Linked DNA regions of Sus scrofa: all the other regions are linked to region 1. The links are chromatin contacts, called in public HiChIP or PLAC-seq maps. All regions are on one chromosome and are shown on one strand. Each heading gives the region's core, a stretch centred on a gene start, on an enhancer-like site or on the middle of the called end of the contact. The rest is flanking DNA. Distances are from core to core; before and after follow the strand shown. Region 1 holds the start of SRCAP (helicase SRCAP). Region 2 holds the start of DCTPP1 (dCTP pyrophosphatase 1). Region 3 holds the start of BCL7C (B-cell CLL/lymphoma 7 protein family member C).

Region 1 (3,969 bases), core at 1,027-3,526:
TCCTTGAGCATCTACTATGTGTCAAATACTCTACTGAGTACTTACTTGATGGATTCTATAATCCTCACATCTGCCTTATAAACCAGATACATTCCATGCCATAATAATGCTTATTTATATCTTCTACATACTAAAGACAGACCTATGCAAAAAAAACCACTGGAGCTTACATTCCAATTTTTTTCTCTATTTTATAAGTTAGAAAATTAGAACACAGAGACAAAATGACTTGCATAAGGTCACACAGTGAGGAAGAGAAGGATTTAAACCTAGACAGTCTGATACCAGAACCATGGAAAACATGCTACTTTCCTTGGTAGAGCCAGGATGCAGACATCTTTCTCTATTCAGAGTCCCAGTTCTGCTGTTGCACCACAATTATCTCAAATATCTCTCTCATTAGCATCAGTACACGAAATGGTATTTGAACTCTCACCTGTGTGAGCTGAGACCACACTCCCTGTGAAAGTCTGCACTTCCACGGTGCCGCCGTACTGAGGAGAATCACGCCTGAAACAAATGGAAAGGAAAAGAGCATGAGGGACCAATCTACATTTACCAACACCCATCGAAGCCTTCTTTACACTAACTTTTTTGAGACTCGTAGATATACCCAAGTCAATTCAAAGACTGAAAAGGATTACAGTAGTAGAAATAGATCATATTCAAAAAATAAAAGCAAATAATGTTTTGTGAAAAGAATTCCCTAGGACATGAGATTCTGGCTGAAGTAAGGAAATGAAGCCTCCCAAAAAGTTTAAAAAGTTTAAAGGTAAAAGGCTCCAACCACTGAATGAAGAGCAAATTAACAAAGCCAAACAAGTTATCACATCCAGAAGCTCAAAAGGTACTGGCAGCCTGGCAGCCTGCTCTCCTTTCCAGTAAGGGCTGAACATAGGAGAATCCAACCTTTCTCAAGGCAGGGCCCTGGGCCTCCTATGCTGCGCCAGGAGACACTTCCCCAAACACAAGAACTACAACAGGAGACCTTAGAGGAGCAGTCAGGAGGGGAGAAAGGCCGAACAGCAAAGACCCATGCCCCGGAAATAGGCAGGGTAAACCCACACAAGGCCCGGAAGTGTTTCCCCAGTGTTTAAGGAAGCTCCTTAACCACACTGCAGCCTTTGATTCACTCCCTCTTCCACAACTGATTCACTGGACTCAAGCTAACCAGGATCCAAGAAGCCCGAACTCTTGACCCCAGGCTTCATCACCATCTCCTAAGCCGTCCCAACAGCCTGACCCGGCGTGACCCCTGACCTCTGCCCCAAGTTGCCACTAGCCCTAAGATGGCCCCGCCCCCTCCAGACTCCCACCGCACCCAACGTGCGCGACAGACTGGGGGAGGGGCCCGCGCGTGCGCGCCTGGAGGCGGAGAGAGCCGGCTGTGCTCACCGCCCCGGGGCTCCCGCCAGAACCCAAACCCACGCACACAAGGGTCGCAGGGCTGGGAAGCCTCTCGTCCCTGCCCGTCAGGGAGCCCCCCACCACCAGACCGAGAGAGCTTAAGATAAGGAAGGGTTCGTGCCGCCAGATCTTGGCTCCGGACTGGATATGGTGGGCGCGCGCCCCAACTACTCGTCCCACGCCCCCCTTCCTCTTCTCGCGCGCCCCTGAGGTGGGGGGCTGGGGTTGGTGGGCGGGCAGGAGCGCACCTGGGTCCGTCCTCTCAGGGCTCGCTCGCTCGCTCAGGCACGCGTGCGCAGACGGGCGGAAGGGGAGAGAAGACGCGCCCCAGCCCAGTGCCGGCCGGTCTGGCCCCCCTCAGCCTGTCTCTATGGGCGCGCGCCGACAGCCTCGCGCACCGGCCCCGGGGCCCCGGCCGAAGGTGCGCGCGCAGCACCCCGGGAAGGTGGGAGGGGAGGCGGTGGCGGAAAGATGCGCGCGCAGTCAGCCGTCAGGGGAGGGGGAACTGTGGAGCGTCCGCCATCTTGTCTCCCTCTCCTTACCTGCGTCCTCGGGGGCGTGCGCACCACCCCCCCCTCCCGCCGAGGAGGGGGAGGGCCCCCTCTTTGCCGCCTCCTTCGCGGCCTTTAAATCCCCCTGAGGCCCGCGGCTACTGCCACCGCCTTGCTTCCACTGCTTCCTCTCACGGCACAGAGATGCGGGAGGTGGGTGGGGAAAATGGGAGACGCTACTCGCAGCGAACCGCCGCCGCCGCTTCCGAGGCCTCACCAAAATGGCCGCCGCCGTCTCGGCCGCCACCACCAACACCACCGCCACCACCACAGCTCACTATCGCTACCGCCGGCGCGGCCCGTCCTCTCGCGAGACAGTAACTGGAGGTTGGGAGAGCAGGGAGCCTCGCGTGCTAACGTAGGGCGCTACCCGAAGCGCAAGGCAGGCTGGGAAATGTAGTCCGCCCGGAGGCTCCGCGCCTTTCCCGCAGCAGAGCTCTTTACCCTCCACCGGCTAACCTGCCACTGGGGCTGCATTGCAGCTGCCCACTGGGACGTGGCCACCGTACCTTCTTTTATAGATCACCCAGAGAGCTGAAGGAATTTCTCAGGTACTTTCAGCAAGTTAGCAGTGGAGCCTGGATCTCTGGATTCCCGTTGCAGTCCACTCGTATAGAGCCAATGCATTTGACACATGGGTGGTATTGTTGATAGCTCCTAAGCATTTATGCATCAGGTCGCCAACTTTCTGAGTTAAGAACCCCTTAAATTTGTTGTGTTTTGGGGGTTTTTTTGGTAATGGTTGGGTTGGCTGCACGCCGGGCATGCGGAAGTTCCCTGGCCAGGGATCAAATCCGTGCCAAAGTGGGGACCAGAGCCCCATCAGTGACCACCGGAGATCCTCAACCCGCTGCGCCACCAGGGAACTCATTTGAGAATCTGATACCCTCACCCTGGAATAGAATAATAATAATAACGTACCTTTTACTGAGGGCACCTTGTGCACGATCTCAATCCCAACAATGCTCCATTTATAAATGATTTGAGGCTCATAGAGTAATAGAGCTCAAAGCCAAGATTCATAGCCAAGCAGTCTAAGTCACAAGGTTACAAGCACTGTCACAAAATCTACCTCATGAGGGCCGACCACCCAGGAGCCAGGTTAGGAGGCCATAATAAAGCTTTCATTCAGCTCTTCACCTGCTCAGTTTAGATCTCCATTCTACTCTAAGAGTTGATGATTCTCTCTGACCTTGACTTGAAGTTCTGTTTTTCTTTTTCTTTTTTTTTTAAACTTTCTCTTTTTTTAATATTTTTTTTATTTTATTTTTTTAATTTTTTTTGTCTTTTTGGCATTTCTTGGGCCGCTCCCATGGCATATGGAGGTTCCCGGGCAAGGGGTCGAATCAGAGCTGTAGCCGCCAGACTACGCCAGAGCCATAGCAACGCAGGATCCGATTCGCGTCTGCGACCTACACCACAGCTCACCGCAACGCCGGAACCTTGACCCCACTGAGCAAGGGCAGGGATCAAACCCGCAACCTCATAGTTCCTAGTCGGATTTGTTAACCACTGCGCCACGACGGGAACTCCGAAGTTCTGTTTTTCTTACAGCAAATACCAGTGGTTGAAAACTCAAACCTAGAAGGACCAAGAAGATGATGTAAATAAAGCAAAGAGGGGCAGATGAGGAATGTTAGGAACAGGAGGCCGTATACTCTGACCAAAAGGAATAGTCAGCTCAAACCAATGTTCACCCTACAGGAATGTGGGCCAAAATACATCAGATTCAGCCACAGGCTGCCAGTTTGCTACCGCTGACCTGTGCTAGAGCCTCAAGGCATACAGAAGCATGCAAGGTAGATTTGTTGATTGAAAAAAGTGGATAAATGCCCAATCGTTTAGGCCCAGTTCAAAGTCTTTTTTTCCAGACCAAGCTTACATATTTCTGAGACTATCTCATAGAACAACACCAAGCTCCCGAAAGATCTCGTATTTCTTAGCCTTCTCATGTACTTTTTCATCCTTTTTCAATATTTTTCCTTCAGAAGTTTCCTTCACAACCCCCAGG
Region 2 (3,969 bases), core at 841-3,340, 190 kb after region 1:
TGTCCTGCTTTAAGAACTGTTTAAATGACTGAGACCACCAAATCCAAATCTCCAGCCCTGATCTTCTCTACACTTGAGGCTCATAAATCCACCTACCAACTTGACAGGGATCTTTAACTTGCTTTGTCCTAAACCACACTTCTGATGCCACATGTGTTCAATCCTGCACCTCATCTTCCTCATCCAGTATGAGCCATCATCCAAAATAAAATAAAATATAAACTAAAACTCATGGTTGATTGACCTGATCGTGCTTCTTTTTAATTCTCCCACACCATACCCCACCATTCTCCCCCTTGCTCACTACATTCCTGCCACACTGGAATTCTTTTTGTTTTTAGAACATGCCAAGCCTTTCCGGCTTTAAGCATTGGTGTTCTCTCTACCTAGAGCTCTAGTCCCCTTGATTTCTGTTCAGCTTAAATGTCACTTTCTCAAAGACAAGTAGCAGAAAACCCAACTACAAGTGGCTTGACTAATAAAGGGATGTATTATCTTATGGAACCAGAATCCTAAATCAGGGCATCTTGTAACTTATAAAAATAAGTAGCTCAGTAACTTTACCAAAGATCCAAGTCCTTTCTGTCCTGCCATCTACCAGTCCCAGCTTGTGGACCAGCTGTCCTCACAACCTGATCCTCACATACCAGCATCTAAGGCGGGGAGTTCCTGTCGTGACTCAGTGGTTAATGAACCCGACTAGTATCCCTGAGGACTCGGGTTCGATCCCCAGCCTCTCTCAGTGGGTTAAGGATCTGGCGTTGCCATGAGCTGTGGTGTAGGTCACAGACGTGGCTTGGATCTGGCGTTGCTGTGGCTGTGGTGTAGGCCAGCAGCTGTAGCTTTGATTCAACTCTTAGCCTGGGAACCTCCATATGCTGTGGGTGTGGCCCTAAAAAGACAAAAACAAACAAAAAACACCCAAAAAACAAAAAACCATCTAAAGGTGGAAACACCCTATGTCCTAGGAACCTTTCTCAGAAGTTGCCAACAGACTTCTAACTTCTGTCAAGAACTGGGCCACATGCTCACCCATAAAACTGGTCAATGGCCAGGGTCATGGGACTATGTGGTCAATCAAGTAGAGGAGGGGAGACCCCAGAACAGCATCATGGCTCTGCAAGGATGGAGCAGGGGAAGGGCAGTTATTAGCACATCTTCCCTGGCCCATGCCATCTGTTTTTTAAAATGATTTTTATTTTTTCCATTATAGTTGGTTTACAGTGTTCTGTCAATTTTCTACTGCACAGGTGACCCAGTCACACAAATACGCATTCTTTTTTCTCACATTATTCTCCATCACGTTCTATCACAAGTGATTAGATACAGTTCCCTGTGCTATACAGCAGGATCTCATTGCTTATCCACTCCAAATGCAATAGTTTGCATCTATTAAGTCGCATGCAATCTAAAGTTGCCCCACTTTTCACAATATTTAAATACTGTAACATTAAAAATTTTTTTTTCATGGAGTTCCCGCCGTGGCGCAGTGATTAACGAATCCGACTAGGAACCATGAGGTTGCGGGTTCGGTCCCTGCCCTTGCTCAGTGGGTTAATGATCCGGCGTTGCTGTGAGCTGTGGTGTAGGTTACAGACGCGGCTCGGATCCCGCGTTGCTGTGGCTCTGGCGTAGGCTGGCGGCTACAGCTCCGATTCGACCCCTAACCTGGGAACCTCCATATGCCGCGGGAGCGGCCCAAAGAAATAGCAAAAAGACAAAAATAAATAATAAATAAATTCCCCTTTCTTGTTTAAACCCCTCACTTCTGGCCCTCTCCACCGGCCTCCCCAACCCGTCATTTCGCTTTGGCGCCATCTGGCGCCCAAAAGGGAAGTGACACGCCTGCGCTCTCCTGCCCTCAGCCCTTTGTTTCTTCCCCTAGCTGAATCTGGTACCTATACCTTTAAGATGCTTAGCAAGCCTGAACAACTCGAGGGCCGGAGCCTAGGAACGCCCGCTTGAAGTTCTCTTAGGTTGCTCCAGTCCGGGTAAGGGGCGGGCTGTAGCTAACTCCACAGAAGTAATTGGTCTTTCCTTAGGCTCCGCCCCCGTGAAGCAATCGCGAACGCCTGTGATTGGTCATGGGCTCTGGAGGCGGGGGCTCTGAGCTTGGCCCCGGGCTCTCTGGGGCAGTCCCGGCTGCAGCGCGGTGGTCAGCATGTCCGAAAGTGGGGAGACGCATGAGGACTCTGGGGGAGAGGGCTTTGCCGCCGCCGGCTCCTTCAGCTTCAGCTCGGAACCCACGCTCGAGGACATGTAAGCTGTCCTTGCCCCATCTGGGCTGGGGAGATCTCCCCCTTTCTCCTTCCTATTGCGCTCCTATTGAGGAGGATCCCTCCACGTGGTCGGGAGGAAGGCTAGCAGCTATGCTCGGGTCCCAGCGCTGCTGGCTGACCCCGGGCGAACATTCTAACCAACTGGTCTGCAAAATGGGCTTAACAAGGCACACCTGAACATTGTTACCTACTAGTTAAGAGTCCGACGCCACTACTGCCCTGCCCCTGCCTTCCAGGAGCAGGAGGTAGGATGAGGGCAAATATAGTGCTGAGAGGTGGAGATGTTTCTTTCTTGAGGAAATCTAGGAGGGCATCTTAGGGGAAGTGTCCTGGCGCTGCATTCTGTAAAATCAGTAACATTTAGATATGCAGAGATTGGAATACTCTACGTGGAGGAAACTGCAGAAGAAGCAGTAGGAAGTGGAATAATGGAAAAGAGGGAATTACTAGGTTTCAATAACTTAGGGTCTGTGTAAGGACACACACATCTCATAGATGAGGAAACCAAGTCCCCTAAAGAAGAAATGGCTTGTTCATGCCATCCAAGGAATTAGTTGCACAATCTCCTCTGATACCCATGCCCCCATTACATATTACTGAGGTACCTGCTGGGTCCCTGCATCTCCTCCCCAGTCCCCTAACCTTGGGACCTGGACTTCTACCCCTTCCTCCTATTCCAGCCGCCGCCTCCATGCCGAGTTTGCTGCTGAACGAGACTGGGACCAGTTCCATCAGCCTCGGAACCTCCTCCTGGCCTTGGTGGGAGAAGTGGGAGAACTGGCAGAGCTCTTGTGAGTAGATGAAAGGCTTTCTGGAAGAGTCTGTGTGTTGGGGAGGGGAGGGTTTATTTGACCATCAAATATCCCTGGATTCAGTTCCCCCTCCTCACAACAAAACGCTGTGCCTGTTTGCTAGAGATACAGAGATAACTTATGGGTCCCTGTCCTCTAGGGATGCCCAGTCTGCTAGGAGAGAAAAGTCTGAAACCAGCAAGGGACATCCAGGTCTAAGAAGGGATGGTGGCGATCTTCCTTTACCTGTCTCCCGTTGTGGCTCAGTGGTTAACGAAACCGACTGGGAACCATGAGGTTGCGGGTTTGATCCCTGGCTTTGCTTACTGGATTAAGGATCCGGTGTTGCCGTGAGCTGTGGTGTAGGTCGCAAACGCAGCTTGGATCCCACATTGCTGTGGCTCTGGTATAGGCCAGCGGCTACAGCTCCGATTGGCCCCCTAGCCTGGGAACCTCCATATGCCACAGATGCGGCCCTAGAAAAGGCAAAAAGACCACAAAAAAAAAGAAGAAGAAGACCTGCCCATAACATTCCAGACAGGGGGTACTGTTTGCAAAGATGGTGAAGTGGGAAGGGGCAAGTTAAATTCTGGGAGAATGTAAGATTGCATCAGTGTAACCTTCTTGAGGAAGGGCAAGGATTCTGTATCCATTTGTTTGTTTGTTTTTAGGGCTGCACCTGCAGCATATGGAAGTTCCTGGGCTAGGAGTCAAATCCGAGCTGGATCTGCTGACCTAGGCCACATCCACCGCAACGCTGGCTCCGAGCTTCATCTGTGACCTACACCCCAGCTCACAGCAACGCCAGATCTTTAACACACTGGCTGAGGTCAGGGATCGAACCCACATCCTCATGGATACTAGTTGGGTTCTTAAGCAGCTGAGCCACTGCGGGAACT
Region 3 (3,969 bases), core at 740-3,239, 160 kb before region 1:
GCAGGCCTGGAATGTGCTGGCCCTCCCTCTTGGCGGGGAAGGGAAGGGGAGAGCCAGGTGCTTGAGAGGCCGAGATGGGGGCCCTCAGGCTTGGGCCACACCTGCTGGCATAAACACCTCCTGGCCTATTGCAGATGCCTTCTGCCCTTGCTCTCATAGTCACAGCTACTAGGAGGGGACCACCACCTCGTCTTACCAGTAAGAGAACCCTTCCGACACACCCGCATCTACTGAAGGCTTCTTGCGCTGGAACAAGCTTCAGAGATAGGTCCAGGGAGTCACACCCACACATCTACCCACAAACCCGATGAGGACAAACGCTGACCGGTCCGTACACACTTACTTATTCCCACAAATGGTTCCCAAGTACCCCCTCTGTCCTGGGCTCTGGGCCCCAGAGGGGATCCATTCTTAGTCTCTGGCCCCCTGAGGAGCTCAATCTGATAGTGAGACCACAGACAAAAGCAGGTAATGTGAACTGGGAAGGAGGCCCCTGTGTCTTTAAGTATTTCACCATGAGCAGACAACTGCCAGAATAAAGGAAGAAAGGGAACAACTGGCAGAGGGCACAGCATGTGGCACCATCACGCGCATATTAACAGTGACTCTTGTTGGGTATTTACTATGCGCAAGATGCTGTTCTAAGAGTTACATGTATATTAACTCATTCCCATGTTACAGCTGAGAAAATAGTGATAAGTGACTTGTTTGAGGTCACTGGACAAGCAGAGCTGGGATTTTACCCCAGCGATTTGGCCCAGAAATGATGTCATAACCACCTCTGAACATAGTCACACCAAAACACACAGACCCGAGAGCCACACCCTTGACACATTCACACACAGCAACACAAATTTAGAATGTCATACCTGCTGGCAAACACAGCCTCAAACAAAATCAACCAAGACACATGTATTTTAAGTAAGCTTTTCATTGACGTGCTATAGACACAGGGTAAAGTACACACATCCTATATGTACAGCTCCGCGAATTTTCCAAGAGTAAATATGCCGTGGGAACCAGCACCAGATTAAGAAACGGAATCTGACCAGTTCCCAGAGGCCCCTCTTAGCCCCTCCCAGTCCCCAGGGTGACCACTCTCCCCGGTGTTTCGCACCATTTATTGGTTTTGTCCAGAACTTTCTCTGAATGGGATCACAGGGCGTATTGCTTCTCTGACCTCTTTCACGAGACGTCCCCATGTTGTGTGTAGCAGGACATCACTCTCCTTGCCCTGTCGTCCATGGTGTGAACAGGCTACAATTTATTTTCCATGGCCCTGTGGATGGGTTGTTTCTAGCCTGAGGCGCTTAGGAACAGAGCTATGGACATTCCAGTACAGGTCCCTTGGGGCTCCTACCCACGCATTTCTGATGGGTGTTAACCATCCAGGAGCGGAACTGCTGGGTCACAGGGTTGGTGTACGTTCGGTTTCACTAGAAAAGCGCCAGCTTTCCAAAGTGTCTCTATCAATTTACACTCCCCCAGAAATATGAGAGGTCCAGTTGCTCTACTTCGCCTCCACTTGGCAAGGTCTCATCTGAGCCATTCTGGAGGGTGGAAGAGGCACTCAGTACATTTACAGTGTCTGGCACGTAACTGGCCCTCAGTTAATAGCCTGTAGAATGAATGGATGAAGAGATAGTTGCAGCGTAGAACCAGGCAGCCGAGCAAGGGACACACACACACGCAAACACACACACACAAACACACACACCGTTCCAGGGTCCACCCACGCGCAGCGGTCGCACCCGGGACACAGATCCTCTCGCGCCCCCTGGCGCCCACGTGGTCTGAACGCACGGCCGCAGCCCCGCCGCGCGCGTCCAGTCGCCGAGCTGCCCCAACCTCCCTCTCGGCCGCGGGCAGGGGGCGCTGCGCGTCCGGGCGCCTCGAGGCGGAGGCGGCGGGCCCGGTCGGGGCGGGGCCGGCCGGCTTCCAGGCCTGGGCTCTGGCCGCCCGCGCCGCCGGGCGGCTCCGGGGACGGGCCGGGGCGGGGCGCGGCGGCAGGAAGCGGGGCGGGGACTCGCGGAGGCGTTGGGGAGCGAGGGAGGGCGCGGCCAACTCCCGGAGGGGCGACAGGCCGAGAGAGCGGCGCCCCGGCCTGGCGCCGAGCCTGAGCCCGCCGGACGGGAGGCGGCCCAGCCGCGGGCTCGGCCTCGGCCCCAGCCCCGCCAGCATGGCCGGCCGGACCGTGCGGGCCGAGACCCGGAGCCGGGCCAAGGATGACATCAAGAAGGTGATGGCGACCATCGAGAAGGTCCGGAGATGGTGAGCGCTGCCCCGGGGGCCAGGGACGGGCCACGGCGGGCCATTCCTCCCCCGACACGTCCACACCCCCTCCGCCACCTGTGGCCCCCAGGTGTTAGGTGTGCCCCTCTCCCCCGCCGCCCCCAGCTGCGTCCTGGATCTGCAGGGCTCTATCTCTCTTCTCCTGGCTACACCCTGGGGTCTACAAAGCGTGTTCCCCAGCCCTGCCCTCCCAGAGCTGGAACCCCCCCTTTATGCCCCGCCCCCTAAAGCTTTGACACTCCTCCCGCAAGTGTGCCCCGGGATCTTCGAGGCTGTGGTCCCAGGCCTATAGTCGCGCTCTCCATGTATACCCCAGGGGTCTGCCGCGTCGTGACCCCAGCCTATTTTTTTTTCTCTCCCTCTCTCTCTTTCTCCCGCCCCCCACCTATGCCCTGAGGTCTGCCGGGCTTCTCCCTCCAAGTCCCATTAGCCACGCTGCCGCTTCTTTTGCGCACCACCCCCACCTCCACACGTATCCCCAGATACATCCAGCTCCTGGGCTGGCTCTCTCCTCAGGCCTCTCTGACCCCGTCCCTCCACCGTCCCACAGGGAGAAGCGCTGGGTGACTGTGGGTGACACTTCCCTGCGTATCTTCAAGTGGGTGCCAGTGGTGGACCCCCAGGAAGAGGTGAGCAAGCTCCCCCACACCAGGCCCTGCATCTGGGCCACCTCGGGCAAGCCCCTCCCGGCGGCTGGCCTCCACCTCCAGTCCCCACTTAGACCTTACATGCAGCCTCGGGAACAGATGTTAACAATTATTAGCAACTCCGCCTCTTTCCCCTCCCCCGCCACCAGACCCCCTGAGTTCACGGCCTAACGCCGCCGCCGCCGCCGCCGTGGCGCACAACCTGTCGCTCACGGAGGGCCTTCTGCTTCTCTGTGCCTCAATGTCGTTATTTGTTCAGTGGGGGCTTTGCAAGCACTAACTAGAAAGCTGACTGTAACCCTTCGTCCTCTAACCCCCAGGAGCGTCGGAGGGCAGGTGGCGGCGCAGAGCGATCCCGAGGCCGCGAGCGGAGGGGCAGGGGCGCCAGTCCCCGAGGGGGGGGCCCTCTCATCCTGCTCGATCTCAACGGTATGTCGGGGATGCTGGCTGGGCTTTGGGGCAGCGGTGGGGAATGAAGGAGGGGATTGGGCGCCTCAGACCCAACCCTTTCTGCTCTTGCTCCCACAGATGAGAACAGTAACCAGAGCTTCCATTCAGAAGGCTCCCTGCAAAAGGGCACGGAGCCCAGCCCTGGGGGCACCCCCCAGCCCAGCCGCCCTGTGTCACCTGCTGGACCACCGGAAGGGGTCCCTGAGGATGCTCAGCCCCCACAGCTGGGCCAGGAGAGAGGTAGGACCAGGTGCCTCCCAGGAACCTTCTCCTCTGTGTCTTGTCCTCTCCAAGGTTGCAGCCCCCCACTTGTCCTCTGTCTGGTCCCCCTCCTGTGTCGAGTCTTCTGGAGACCATCCCTGAGTCCTGTGGAAAGTGACTGCCTTTCCTCTAGGGCCTTTGGCCTTCCTCTGGCTTCTTTGGGTCTGTAGATAACTTATCACAGATTTTCATGTAAATTTAGCTTTTGAGTAGTTAAATATCTTTCTTCCCCATTCCCACCTCCTGTCCGCTTCCTGAAGGTTGGGCCCATCTTGATCCTGTTCTCGGCTGTATCCTCGGAACACTGCGGACCACCTAG

Evidence for each region. HiChIP or PLAC-seq counts read pairs in DNA pulled down with a chosen protein or histone mark.
Region 2: an H3K27ac HiChIP or PLAC-seq map of alveolar macrophages shows a contact between it and region 1. The contact joins the promoter of DCTPP1 here to the promoter of SRCAP in region 1. A contact is called at or near these places in 3 of 47 Hi-C or Micro-C datasets (alveolar macrophages, embryonic fibroblasts and epiblast stem cells) and 1 of 2 datasets of contacts at active chromatin or transcription factors (alveolar macrophages).
Region 3: a contact with region 1 is called in an H3K27ac HiChIP or PLAC-seq map of alveolar macrophages. The contact joins the promoter of BCL7C here to the promoter of SRCAP in region 1. A contact is called at or near these places in 2 of 5 promoter capture datasets (fetal liver and liver), 1 of 47 Hi-C or Micro-C datasets (heart right ventricle) and 2 of 2 datasets of contacts at active chromatin or transcription factors (alveolar macrophages and skeletal muscle).

The regions. Positions count from the first base shown.
Region 1 is chr3:17,700,586-17,704,554 of Sscrofa11.1, forward strand. It overlaps SRCAP (helicase SRCAP), which reads right to left and starts at 2,277. Exons shown (of 34, transcript XM_005653006.3): 1 at 1,950-2,277; 2 at 437-510.
Region 2 is chr3:17,894,336-17,898,304 of Sscrofa11.1, forward strand. It overlaps DCTPP1 (dCTP pyrophosphatase 1), which reads left to right and starts at 2,091. Exons shown (of 3, transcript XM_003354540.4): 1 at 2,091-2,259; 2 at 2,960-3,070. The coding sequence starts at 2,162.
Region 3 is chr3:17,545,557-17,549,525 of Sscrofa11.1, forward strand. It overlaps BCL7C (B-cell CLL/lymphoma 7 protein family member C), which reads left to right and starts at 1,990. Exons shown (of 6, transcript XM_013995586.2): 1 at 1,990-2,271; 2 at 2,843-2,921; 3 at 3,260-3,368; 4 at 3,468-3,629. The coding sequence starts at 2,180.